Linked DNA regions of Mus musculus: all the other regions are linked to region 1. Evidence: chromatin contacts called from public HiChIP or PLAC-seq and promoter capture Hi-C data. All regions are on one chromosome and are shown on one strand. The core of a region is the stretch at or near the end of the contact, and the rest is flanking DNA. Distances in the headings are between cores, read along the strand shown.

What was found. Promoter capture Hi-C pulls out the DNA fragments that hold promoters and counts their contacts. HiChIP or PLAC-seq counts read pairs in DNA pulled down with a chosen protein or histone mark.
Region 2: a promoter capture Hi-C map of liver shows a contact between it and region 1, with 4 times the contacts expected there. The contact joins the promoter of Cyp7a1 here to the promoter of Car8 in region 1. A contact is called at or near these places in 4 of 39 promoter capture datasets (cranial neural crest, hippocampal neurons, liver and 1 more).
Region 3: an H3K4me3 HiChIP or PLAC-seq map of embryonic forebrain shows a contact between it and region 1, with 6 times the contacts expected there. The contact joins the promoter of Sdcbp here to the promoter of Car8 in region 1. A contact is called at or near these places in 1 of 39 promoter capture datasets (liver) and 3 of 115 datasets of contacts at active chromatin or transcription factors (astrocytes, embryonic forebrain and large pre-B cells).

Annotation. Positions count from the first base shown.
Region 1 is chr4:8,237,126-8,241,193 of GRCm38.p6, reverse strand. Car8 (carbonic anhydrase 8) reads left to right here and starts at 2,153. Exons shown (of 9, transcript NM_007592.3): 1 at 2,153-2,342; 2 at 3,084-3,275. The coding sequence starts at 2,240.
Region 2 is chr4:6,273,941-6,278,008 of GRCm38.p6, reverse strand. It overlaps Cyp7a1 (cytochrome P450, family 7, subfamily a, polypeptide 1), which reads left to right and starts at 2,377. Exons shown (of 6, transcript NM_007824.3): 1 at 2,377-2,517. The coding sequence starts at 2,438. RefSeq lists a promoter at 2,059-2,409.
Region 3 is chr4:6,363,923-6,367,990 of GRCm38.p6, reverse strand. Sdcbp (syndecan binding protein) reads right to left here and starts at 2,311. Exons shown (of 9, transcript NM_001098227.1): 1 at 2,232-2,311.

The DNA of each region.
Region 1 (4,068 bases), core at 904-3,403:
CACAATGGAGTACTACTCAGCTATTAAAAAATGAATTTATGAAATTCCTAGGCAAATGGATGGACCTGGAGGGTATCATCCTGAGTGAAGTAACCCAATCACAAAGGAACTCGCACAATATGTACTCACTGATAAGTGGATAATAGCCCAGAAACTTACGATACCCAAGATATAAGATACAACTTGCCAAACGCATGAAATTCAAGAAGAACGAAGACCAAAGTGTGGACACTTTACCCTTTCTTAGAAATGGGAACAAAACACCCATAGAAGGAGTTACAGAGACAAAATTTGGAGCTGTGACGAAAGGATGGACCATCTAGTGACTGCCATATGCAGGGATCCATCCCATAATCAGCTTCCAAATGCTGACACCATTGCATACACTAGCAAGATTTCGCTGAAAGGACCCAGTTATAGCTCTCTCTTGTGAGACTATGCCGGGGCCTAGCAAACACAGAAGTGGATGATCACAGTCAGCTATTGGATGGGTCACACGGCCCCTAATGGAGGAGCTAGAGAAATTACCCAAGGAGCTAAAGGGAACTGCAACCCTATAGGTGGAACAACAATATGAACTAACCAGTACCTGGGAGCTCTTGTCTTTAGCTGCATATGTATCAAAAGATGGCCTAGTCGGCCATCACTGGAAAGAGAGGCCCATTGGACTTGCAAACTTTATATGCCCCAGTATAGGGGAACGCCAGGGCCAAAAAGGGGGAGTGGGTGGGTAGGGGATTGGGGGGTGGGTATGGGGGACCTTTGGGATAGCATTGAAAATGTAAATGAGGAAAGTACCTAATTAAAAAAAAAAAAAAACAACAACATACACACACACCCTGAAACCCACAGGCCATGTGGGTGCTGCAGCTGTCCAGGAGGTTTTTTGTTTGTTTGTTTGTTTTTGTTTTTTGTTTTTCTTCAGACAGTGGAGGAGTAGGTCAACTGATGTTTTTCTCCTTAGCCTCCATCCACTTCCTGAAGACGTGATACGATATTTATTTTTTAAGTTAAGGCCCCAACAGGCAGTAAAGGATAGCAACCCGGCACCTTAAAATTTCCCAGCTAATCAATCACCCCCGCCCTGTTTGAGGAACTCGATGCATCCATTAATCTCACAGACACTGTGGAGTGTGCATGGGCTATGTAAAAGGCAAAGCATACTGCAGGCCTGAGTACTAACTTACTATGCAAATATATCTGCTATCGTGGAGGAAAGGAGCTTAGGGGTTACTGAACAGGGCTGGAACACCAGGATGAAGCATTAGCCTGAGGTTGGGACACACGCTTCAGGGGTAACGACTTGACCTCTTTGGATCGGGGAAAGTTCCTGTTTGTTTCGTAATGTGTGTGCATTTCATTATTTGCGCGACTTCACGAGGCGCTTGGGAGCGGTGTCCACAGCAAGGTGAGCCTGCAGCAGCACCCCAGACTTAGAAAGTGGAACCAAACACCCCATTTCATTGTCTTTGAAATATATTTAGTAAAAATTTCTCAAACTATACCTATGTCTAGTTGCTAAATTATTTTTCGTGAAATGTTTGTTGGACTTATTTTGGGAAAAATAAAATCCATATTCATTTTCCCTGTGTTTTAAGGACGGATTAAAAAGTAAAACTCGCTCAGATAAGCTGCCACCACCACGCTTGGCCCCATGGTGGTGGTGCATTCTTGCAAGCCCAGTGTTTGCAAAGTGGAGCGAGCCCTGTGCAGTTCAAGGTCATCCGCTTCTCCACTGGGAGGAGTTTGAAGCCAACCTGGTCTCCTTGAGACCCAGTCTCACAAAACCAAACCCCAACAAAATTGACCGGTAAACGATGGCCAATAAACCATTCGACCAGGGAGTCTTGTTGGGTTCCCGGTCTCAATCCCGTTCCCAAAGCAAGGCAACTCCATTGGGAAAATTGTTTGGAGCAAGGGGAGCACGGGAGACAGGGCGGATTTTGGAGTCTCCAGGCTTTTGAAAGGGTATTAGGACTTGGGTGCAGCAGGCTTCCCGTGTTGCTGCAGCCCCAGTTTGATTTTCGCAGGCTTGCCTGTCCCGATTGTGGGGTGAGAGGGGGTGTAGGTGGGAGTGTAGGGCGGGGGGCGTGTCCTCGAGTCAGACACGCCCCCACCGACCTTAAAACGCGCAAGCCTGCGCCGGACCGCTGCCTCTCGCGCTCGCGGGGACTGCCACGCTCAGTGCGGTCCCCAGCCCCGCGCCTGCCGCTCCCGCACCCGTGTCGCAGAGCTGCCCATGGCTGACCTGAGCTTCATTGAGGATGCAGTCGCCTTCCCCGAGAAGGAGGAAGACGAGGAAGAGGAGGAGGAGGAGGGCGTGGAGTGGGGTTACGAGGAAGGTAGGCTCGTGGGGCCGCTGTCGCGGCTGCTACGCCCCACGCGGTCCCCCACTTGCCCCTCCGTGGCTGCCTGAGTGCTGTTCGCACCTGCTGCACCCAGGCAGCCACATCTCCCAGCCTGGAGCAGACGTGCAACCGAGTTGCTTTCTAGTCTTGGGAAGTATAACCAAACGCACTTCAGAAAAACCGTCCCGAATTGCAGGCTGGATCTTGGGGACTTTAAAAAGAGTTTTCTAAATCTGTCTTCGCAGATCCAGGGCTTCGAATAGTCATTAGTGCCCGCCCATGTTTCCTGTATACACGGAGAAAAGAGCAAAAGAACTAATATGTATGGGACACTGTATTTGCATTTTAAACAAGTGGCGCTCATTAGCGTTACAGGTTTTCTGTTGTCTCTGAGCATGTGGGGCTTTGAGGAAATTTCCCAGTACTGCACATAATTGAACTGATGAGCAGAAGAAATTTCTGAGGTATCTTTTTTCTAGTCACTTCAAGATGGCATAAGTTTCTTAGATCCCTACATCAAAGCGTCTGTATGCACAGACAGTAGAGGATTTTGTGTGTGATATTTAACAACAGATCACTCACGTAATGAATGTAAAAACCCACACACATTTCTTATATTTCATCTACATACAGATGATAGTCACAGCTATAATGTTAAGGATTATGAGATTTTTGTGTTATATTTTACTGTCATTAACCTTAAAAAAATCCAACCTAGTCTCATTTTGTCTTCAGGTGTTGAGTGGGGCTTAGTGTTTCCTGATGCTAATGGGGAGTACCAGTCACCTATCAACCTAAACTCCAGAGAAGCCAGGTATGACCCCTCACTGCTGGATGTCCGCCTGTCTCCAAATTATGTGGTGTGCCGGGACTGTGAAGTCACCAACGATGGACACACCATTCAAGTCATCCTGAAGTCAAAATCAGGTAATTTGGAACACATGTTTCTGCACTTTTATAAGCAAGCTCTGATTTAACTTGTATGGTTTTAAAGGCGACACCAACACAGTTTCTATTTTCATGGTCCTTATAAGTTGCATTTTTCTGGGAATTATTTTCTAATAGAGTTCTCAGGGGCTAAGAGGGTGAAGTGATGATTATCTCAGCTGGCTGTTCTTCCAAAACTGTGCCTGGAGCTGCCTCTTGCTCAAACAAACATTTACTGAGCTATGAAGGAAGGAGTGCACACACAGGCTTGCGGAATTGGGTCTTTCTGCTGTGCGTTTTGTTCTAAGTTACTGATTAGCTGAAATCATTTAATTATAATGTCTTTTGAAAATAGTTTGTGAGACCAAAGATTGGGATGTATTGATATCACCTGTGTTCAAACTTTTCAAATTAAAGTTCCCTTCTCTATCAATGACAAGAATAACTTTAATGTTGAATGCAGTCCGATATTTAAGTGGCAACTCAGTGCTTGCTTTTGGTTATTGTTAACTCACTCACTCTTCTTGAACCTTGCCGAAATGAATCTGAAATGTTTTGTGGAAAATGCAATTTCTGGGAGAATTGCTTTCCAGCTTAAATGTAGGAGAGACAAAAACAGATTTAAAAAACATTAGCACTAAGATTGTGTTTTTCATGGGGAATAATGACTATTTTTCCTCCTGGAAGGAATGTAACATTAGTGTGTTGAGTGTTGATGTGTTTTACAAACAGACTGTGCTTACATTAATTCCAAATTGATCAGCTAGGTATTTCAAACCATGAAACCATTAGG
Region 2 (4,068 bases), core at 1,128-3,627, 2.0 Mb after region 1:
GCACTGTTATGAGTGGATGAAGAAGGCAAACCTTAGAATTTTCCTGAGGCTTTGAGAGTGATTGTCCCTTATTTGCACAGAATTACAGATTCATGGGAAGTTGTAAAGAGAATACTAAGAGGCCACCTATGGCCTTTCCTGTTTATTTTTGTCTTCTGTGATTTATTGAAGAGGGTTAGAGACCTGGATTGCTTAGCTATGAGGTTGTTTCTTTACTTACTTGGCTGTGGTTGGATGAGTTAGGGCGAGGCTCTTCAAGGGCCATTTGAGAAGACGATGTGCTATTTTATAAAAGCAATATAAATATACTTAATGTGCACAAAGCATTAGGAGGTTTAAATAGATTCTGAGAAAATCTATCCTACTGCATAGCAACTGATGTTAATGATTATAGTCACAGACCACACAATGAAGGATCTGTAGGCTCTGTTTAGGGAGGGGAAAAAGCTATCACATCTATAACAAAAGCTAGGCAGGACTCAAATGTCCACCAGTCAAGAATTAGTTGATGGGCTGAAGCAATGCCTTAGCAGATAAGAGCACTATGTGCTCTTTCGGAGGTCCTGAGATCAATCCCCAGCAACCACATGGTGGCTCTCAACCCTTCTTTTGGCCTTCAGGCATATATACAGACTCATGTACATAAAATAAATAAGTCTTAAAAAAAGAATTATTTGAATAAGTTGTTCACTAAGATAGTTTTATTCAGATTAAATACATAATAATAATAATAATAATACACACACTATACAGATATGTATCCAGAGACATATTTGTACAGTTTATTTCTCTTTTATTGTTTTCTTTTCTCCCCTTTTCCTGGCATCGGGGAATAGAATGCACTCTCTCTGGCCTAGTGTCATACTCTACCTACTGCTTCTGCTAGGTGACCTGAGAGGGTCGCTTGGCTTTAAATATCAAAAATGCTGACGGCTTAACATCTACATCACTGATGTTTTCCTTTCTCCTTACCTCAGATTCTTATACTCAGCTGAGAAATTGACATTGTCCCTTGGATTTTCAAATGTTCAAAACATTACACTGGTATTTTGCCTTCCAAGGCAATAGGTCCAATCCTCTCTCCACTCTATATGAAGCATATAGAAGCAGCCCTATATGAACTAATTTTTGCTTATCTTCTAGTCTCTTTCTTAAACCCAACTCCATCTTCTATCCTCCATTTGTTCATTCTGTGTTTTAGCACACCAAGTTCATCCTCTCTCTGCTCAGGAACTTCACCTTTGCTGTCCCCTCTCCTGGAAATGTCTTTCCTTAGCTATTCTATCTCAAGTATCATCTTTTCAAAAAAGCTTCTCCTATCAACATATTTAAAGCCATATTTATCCCTATACACCTCATTTTATGGATACACAACACATATTTGCTGTCTCCCCATCAAAATACAATCTTCAGTAGAGAAACTCCCTGTCTTGTTAGTACCTGAAACCAGAATATCTTCAAAGAGTTCCTGGAACATAAAAATGCTCAATTAATATTTATGTTAAGTAGGGAGCTGGGGTGTAAATCAGCGGTAGAGTGCTTGCCTTGGAGGAGTGGGGCCATTGGTTCAATCTTCAGCACAAAATGAAAGATTATGCTGAGTAAAGTTGGGAAAGTTGTATACCAGTTTATGAGTAGTATAAGAGGTAAATTATGAATTCATATTTACTTTGACAAGAAGTGTTGTAGTCTTTATTTGAAATAAAAGTACATCTTAATTACAAATAAAAATTGGTAAAGAGTGAATTCTCAAGCTATGGCTGCCTAGAAGATGAGTGCTGGGAGGTTTTCTATTTCGACGATAGTAGATAGACTACATGAAGCACCTGTGGCTTTATAAACACACTGAACAATCAAGCAAAAACAAACAAACAAAGAAACAAACAAAACAAACTGTTCCACACCGTTCACATCCTTTAGGATCGGTTGCTGTATACTTCTGGAAATTAATTTAAATAATTTTCCCCAAAGGTTAATGACATGGACAGCCAGTATTAAAGCCAGGATGGAAAGCTTCTGCCTGTTTTGCTTTACAACACACTCCACATCTTTGGTAGGTGAGCTCTTCTGTAGTGTGTTTACTTCTTTTTCTACACACAGAAGCACAGTGTTAGCTGTTGTCCCCAGCTTTGAATGTTATGTCAGCACATGAGGGACAGACCTTCGGCTTATCGACTATTGCAGCTCTCTGCTTGTTCTGGAGCCTCTTCTGAGAAGATGGACTTAGTTCAAGGCCAGATAATGCTATTTTTTTCTTTTTTCTTTTTTCTTTTTTTTAGGAGGACAAATAGTTAGTGTTTGCTCTGGTCACCCAAGTTCAAGTTATTGGATCATGGTCCTGTGCATATATAAAGCCTAGTTAGAGCCACAGTTTCTGGACCGTCTTGCTTTGCTAAGCACAGATTCTCCCCTTGGGACGTTTTCCTGCTTTTGCAAAATGATGAGCATTTCTTTGATCTGGGGGATTGCTGTGGTAGTGAGCTGTTGCATATGGTTTATCATTGGAATAAGGAGAAGGTATGGAAACATTTTTTAAATTTGTCTTAATTTATTTCTAGTATTCAATACCTTCATGATTACACAGCATGAAAAAAATACTAGTACATTAGTACTTTTAATTTTAAATTTAAAAGACACATCTTTGACTAAATCTAACAAGATATAGATAGTTCCCCTTAGCATATTCACATTCACCACTGGTAATGCAGATCTTGTTAAACATAACTAAAAAATTACAAGTTTTTGATGCAAGTTTATGTATGCGTGTGTGGAGCAAACCTAAGCTGAGAAGAGTAATATTTAGAGGGGTTCTTTCTGTGACATGAACTGACTAGATGCTCTGCCTAAGCAAGTGTGCAGTCATCTGGGTTTTCTGCAGACTCCGTCTAAGCTTGGGTGAGAGCACAGAGCCTGAGTTTGTCTGCCTCTAACTTTTCTTTCCAATGTTAACCAACTGTGTGACTGGGAAGCTTTGGTGCCTGCACATGATATCATTTTGAATGACTCAAAGAACATTTCGGGGCAGGATATTTAGATATTTTCTGGACTGTCAACATCAAAATAGGACAATACCCCTGGCATTATCTTCAGAGAGGTAAACCAGTATGTGTTCTCTTAGTTTAAAAAGTGTTTCTTTGCCTCTTCGGCTGATAGTTACCAGTTTAAATTAAACAGCTTATCGTCATGCTAAGAAAGGAAATATCAATTATACTCAATTATTCTTAGAAGAGATGAAGAGATATTCTTCACCAATATCTTAATAGGCTAAAAAAACCCACTGTTTTAATAAAAAAGCAGGGTCCCCATCATCAAAAGAAGTGTCTACAAACTGTAGTTAGGAAGCTTGAAATAAATAGTAGAAAACACTAAATATATAATTTATTGGGAAATAAATAAGCTTATAATTTTAATAAAACATTTAAGAAAGAGTAAAAGAGTATTGGATTTTAGTTCATGGTTTGCCAATGTTTACTTGATCCAATTTCATTTTATAATGATCTAATTTTCCAAATGAGATTCCTATTCACTTCAAATATCATCTCAGAATAATAATGTTCTTTTTTCCAGAGTTGAGGATCAAAGGGAAGGTTTTATAAATGTTATCAAGAGCTCCACCATTGAGCCACACCTCCAGTCCTCAGGATGCTAGTATTTTAAATTCTGTAGATTGTTAAAACTTTAACACTGTAGCCCTTTCTGTCATTTGATGTTTCCCATCCTTAAAGAAAAAGAGCAAATGTTACATTATAGGCATTTAGGGAAATGATTCTTAGAAAAGTTTAATCATTAGGTGATACTTCGAGAGCAAGAATCTTGTTGGCTATGTTAACACTCTAAGCTCTGCCATTGGGAAAAGCAATAGGACATAGGCATAGAAAACAATTTATTGGGTTCTTGATGAATGTGTGAATACACACACACACACGTGTGTGTGTATATATATATATATGGAGGTGGATAGACTGATGGATGGGTTAATAGATAGATTCGTGAGTGGATAGATTTAGTAATCACCCTCACCAATATCTTAGTACACTAAAAAAGCCACTGTTTTAGTAAAAGAGAGGG
Region 3 (4,068 bases), core at 1,062-3,561, 1.9 Mb after region 1:
ATCTTCAGATAAAAACTACCTCAGGCATAAAAAAAAAAAAGTTCCCAGGAGTGGGGGCAACGACTGGACTGTAAAAAAATAAATAAACCAAACATCCCAGGGGCTTCTGATGATCAGCCACTGAGACCTGCGCCCATATGTGTCACAGGTTAGTATAGGGTCTATAGAGGGGAAGCGGTTACCCTTCATTACAGCTGTAAGAGGAGCTGGAGCTGTTGTGATCTGTTGTGATGTGACAGGAGTCTTGCAGGGGGAGAGCCTTCAGCTCGGAAACGTGGAAGGAGGTTCTGCTTATTCTCCGTCAGGAGTGGGGCCCAGGAAGGTTCAGACCATGTACACTAGTAGGGCACACTAAGAAGGTGACAAAGTTAAAACTGTAGAGTTGTTGTGAGTCTGGGCCCCAGGGGCCTAGGTTCCTGGCAGGTCTGTATGCAGGAGCTCCAAGGAACACATGCTGTTCAGTTCCCAGCACCCATTCTTGGGGCAACTGACAAAACCACTAATTCAACCCCACAGGCACGCTGACTCTGGCCTCTCCACTCCCTGCACTCCCCATCCCACTCCCACGTATGTACACACACACATACACACACACACACACACACCATTTTTTAAAAAGCTAGCGGAAAGAAACTATCATTTTTTAAATATAGTTGTTCAAAGCCTTTTACAATTTTAAGAAAGTTAAGTATAAGAGGAGTAACTCCTACAATTTAGACATCTGCTCCAATTATAACTCCAGACACAGTAAGACCGCTTCATGTCTTTAGTTGACATGTACTTGCAAAGGGTGACAATCATACCTACTAGCTTGGTCACAGTGACACTGACCAAAACACAGCCAAACTTAACCATAACTGAAAGTTATAATCCAAAATGTTATTACTAACTGGAAAAACAGACACATACAGCAGAAAATCATGCCTTCCTCAGTGTTAAACTGAGGGAAACATATTTACATGTCTGACCATAGAGGCACTATCTGAACCAGTACCTAAGACCGTAAAAGAACTGGCCTGCCAGAGGAAATATGGCTGGCTGGTGGGCACAACCAAAGCCTATGCCAAGCACAGGGGAGGTTTTATACTGTATGCTCTACATTTTAAATGCTTAAAATTTTGAGCCATATGTTTACTAATTACATCCTTAAAAGCTAAAATTTTCAGTAAGTGTTGCAACATTTGGCAATTAATAAGTACAAGGAGAACGATTATTAAATGTATAAGTATTTTAAAGTGTGTGGGTGTCTTTTACAGTCTCTGGATGTTTACTACCTAAGAGAAAGTGGCAAAAATGGGGGGAAGTCGGTGAGCCGTGCTCATTTTAAAGGGCTGCTTAATTCAAAAGTGCATCAAAATCTTAATCAGCCCTTTCTTGTTCATGATTTTTAAATCCTCTTTAATAGATCCAGCACAGCTAAAATCTGCTTCCAAAGTTAAGTGACTCTGGCTATAATGGAGTAATTGTTTACTGAGCCTTCTCGTCATTCCATTTCCTTATTTCCTGGTGCAAGTCATCTGATCAGTAATACTTACGTACCACTTAAGACCTACCAGTTTAAGGACCTAAGTTGTTAACAGGATGAAAAGGCATATTTTCTGCTTTGTCCTATCCTCACATCGGGAAAATGAGAGTACAAATCTGCTGAACTATATCACCTTGACATTTCAAAAGTAAGACAATTGACCAGGGCAGCAGCTATTTTCAATATAACTTTCGTTCTTAAACATTTGTTCTCGGTGTAAAGCGTGCGTGTTAAGAATTTAAAACTCTACACTTTCTAAGTAATTTACCTAATGGAAAACAAAACAAAACAAGAAAAAAAAAAGCTATGTGTCGAAGATAGGACGAATACAACAAACGATCCCACACACTCCACGGCTCCATAACTGCACTTCTGAAACTGGAAACTTTCCACGTCTGTACGCCTCCCTCCGCCCCGTATTAGAAGGAAATCCTCCAAGGAGATCTGAGTCACCAGACCTCCGGAGACCGTTCCTGGTGCACACACCCCGCTGCAAGCCCTGGCCCTCCCTGCCCCCTTCCAGAGCAGCGGCTCCGCAGCTAACCGTTGTCACCTCCGGTCCGTCGCGCCCTGCCAGCCGTCCGGAAGCCGCTGAGGACGCCACCGAGTGCGGGCGAGGACCCGGCCAGACCCACCCGGGGCCCGAAGCAGAGCGCCGGACCAGCTCCGAGACCTGCCGGGGCCCGGGACCCCCGCGGCCACTCACCTGCCCCGAGGACCGCGCCGCTCCTGCTGCCCGCTCCAGCTCCACACAACCGAACCTCGGGGCCCGCCCTGCGCGTCATCACCGCCCCCGCCTTCCGCCGCGCAGGCGCAGGCGCACGCGCCGTCCCCATGACAACGCGGCACAGCCCGAGCGACCACCAGCCCACCCTCCCTCTACGAAATCCTCCCAACTCCCGGCTCCAGCCTCGGTTCCCTGGCAGCCCCCGCCGCCTTTTACTACCCTTTGTTCCCAGAACGAATGCTCATTGGCTGCTGACTGTTACTCTCGGTGTTGAACACACACACACACACACACACACACCCTGAAATAAATAAAACCCACATTCTAATCTTAAAAACACGGACTATGTGCTTTCTGAGAGTTGATGGTGCTGATAGGGGAATCCAGATGTTTGGGGTGTACATGAATATGTGAAACTGACAATATCTACACCAGTCCATGGCTGAGGCCATTTCCTAGTAACAGTATATGACATCATTGGCATGCAAGCAATTGTCTATCTAAATTATTCATCATCACAGTCATTTGAAATTTTATCTCTGGTAAAACAATAAGCATTACATGACAAGAGGAATGAAAATGTGATGCTCCAGGGAGAATATGGCTTAACTGATGAACAACTTGTAAAACGAGTTACGGGATGGAAAAGGAAGAAATACAGTTCTATTCACAGCTGGCAAGATTATCTATGTAAACAAAGAGAAAATAAACACCAGTAAGCAGAATAAGCAGCTACAGCAAGGTTGCTACGATACACGGTTAATATACACACGAGTCAATTACTTTCCTATCTGCACGAAATGAGCAATTGGAATTGAATATTAAAAATATATCAAGATAAAATACTTAGCTACAAGCCTAGTTGAATGAATATCTGTGTGAAGGAAAACTCCTAATTAGAATTTCATGCTGTGGAAATAAATAGGTTGGAATGTCGAAAGTCCAGAGGAAGATCACCATATCTTGGGCTAAATCCTGGCCCTCCAGAACAGCCATTCCTTGTTTCCCTGTGTCTAAACTAACATCTTGTGACAATAAACAACAGGTCTTTAGAATCTATTGAATTAGCAGGCAACTAGCTTCTACCAATCCAAATGCTTAGAATGCCACCAGAAAACACCTTGCGTCTTACAGAAAGGTTCCCTGAACCTCACCCCCACTGCCTTGTCCTGCCTCTCTGAAGTAAGCGCCTATGTATTGTAAGCTTGCCTTGACTGATGACTTCCTCTGTCCTGTAAAATGGTGCACGCCTTTAATCCCAGCACTTGGGAGGCAGAAGCAGGCAGATTTCTGAGTTCGAGGCCAGCCTGGTCTACAGAGTGAGTTCCAGGACAGCCAGGGCTACACAAAGAAACCCTGTCTCAGAAAAACAAACAAAAACAAAAACAAAAACTATGAGAGCTACTTGAGGCTACTTGTTGGAACATAGAATTTGAAGTAACCTAAATCTGTGTTCCCAGGCCATGGTCACTCAAAATGGTTCCAAAATCAACTATCTCTTATCACCTTTAAGATGAGAGCTGCGGTTTCTTTGTGTTGACAGGGAGTTCTAAAGAAAATGAAAGATCTGAGTAAAGTGGGGGACGCCCACCTTTATACATAGGAAGAAAGATTTTATGGAGATGTCAGTTCTGCCCACCATCTATAGATCTCATCCAATCTCAGTCAAAATCCTATCAAGTCATAGATACCAACAAGCTGGTTCCACAGTTTGTGAGAAAAACAAAACACCAAGGCGGGCAAGATGGTTTAGTGGAGTGAAAGCATTTGCTGAAAAACAAACAAAAAAAACAAAAAATACTGTCAACCTGGAAAG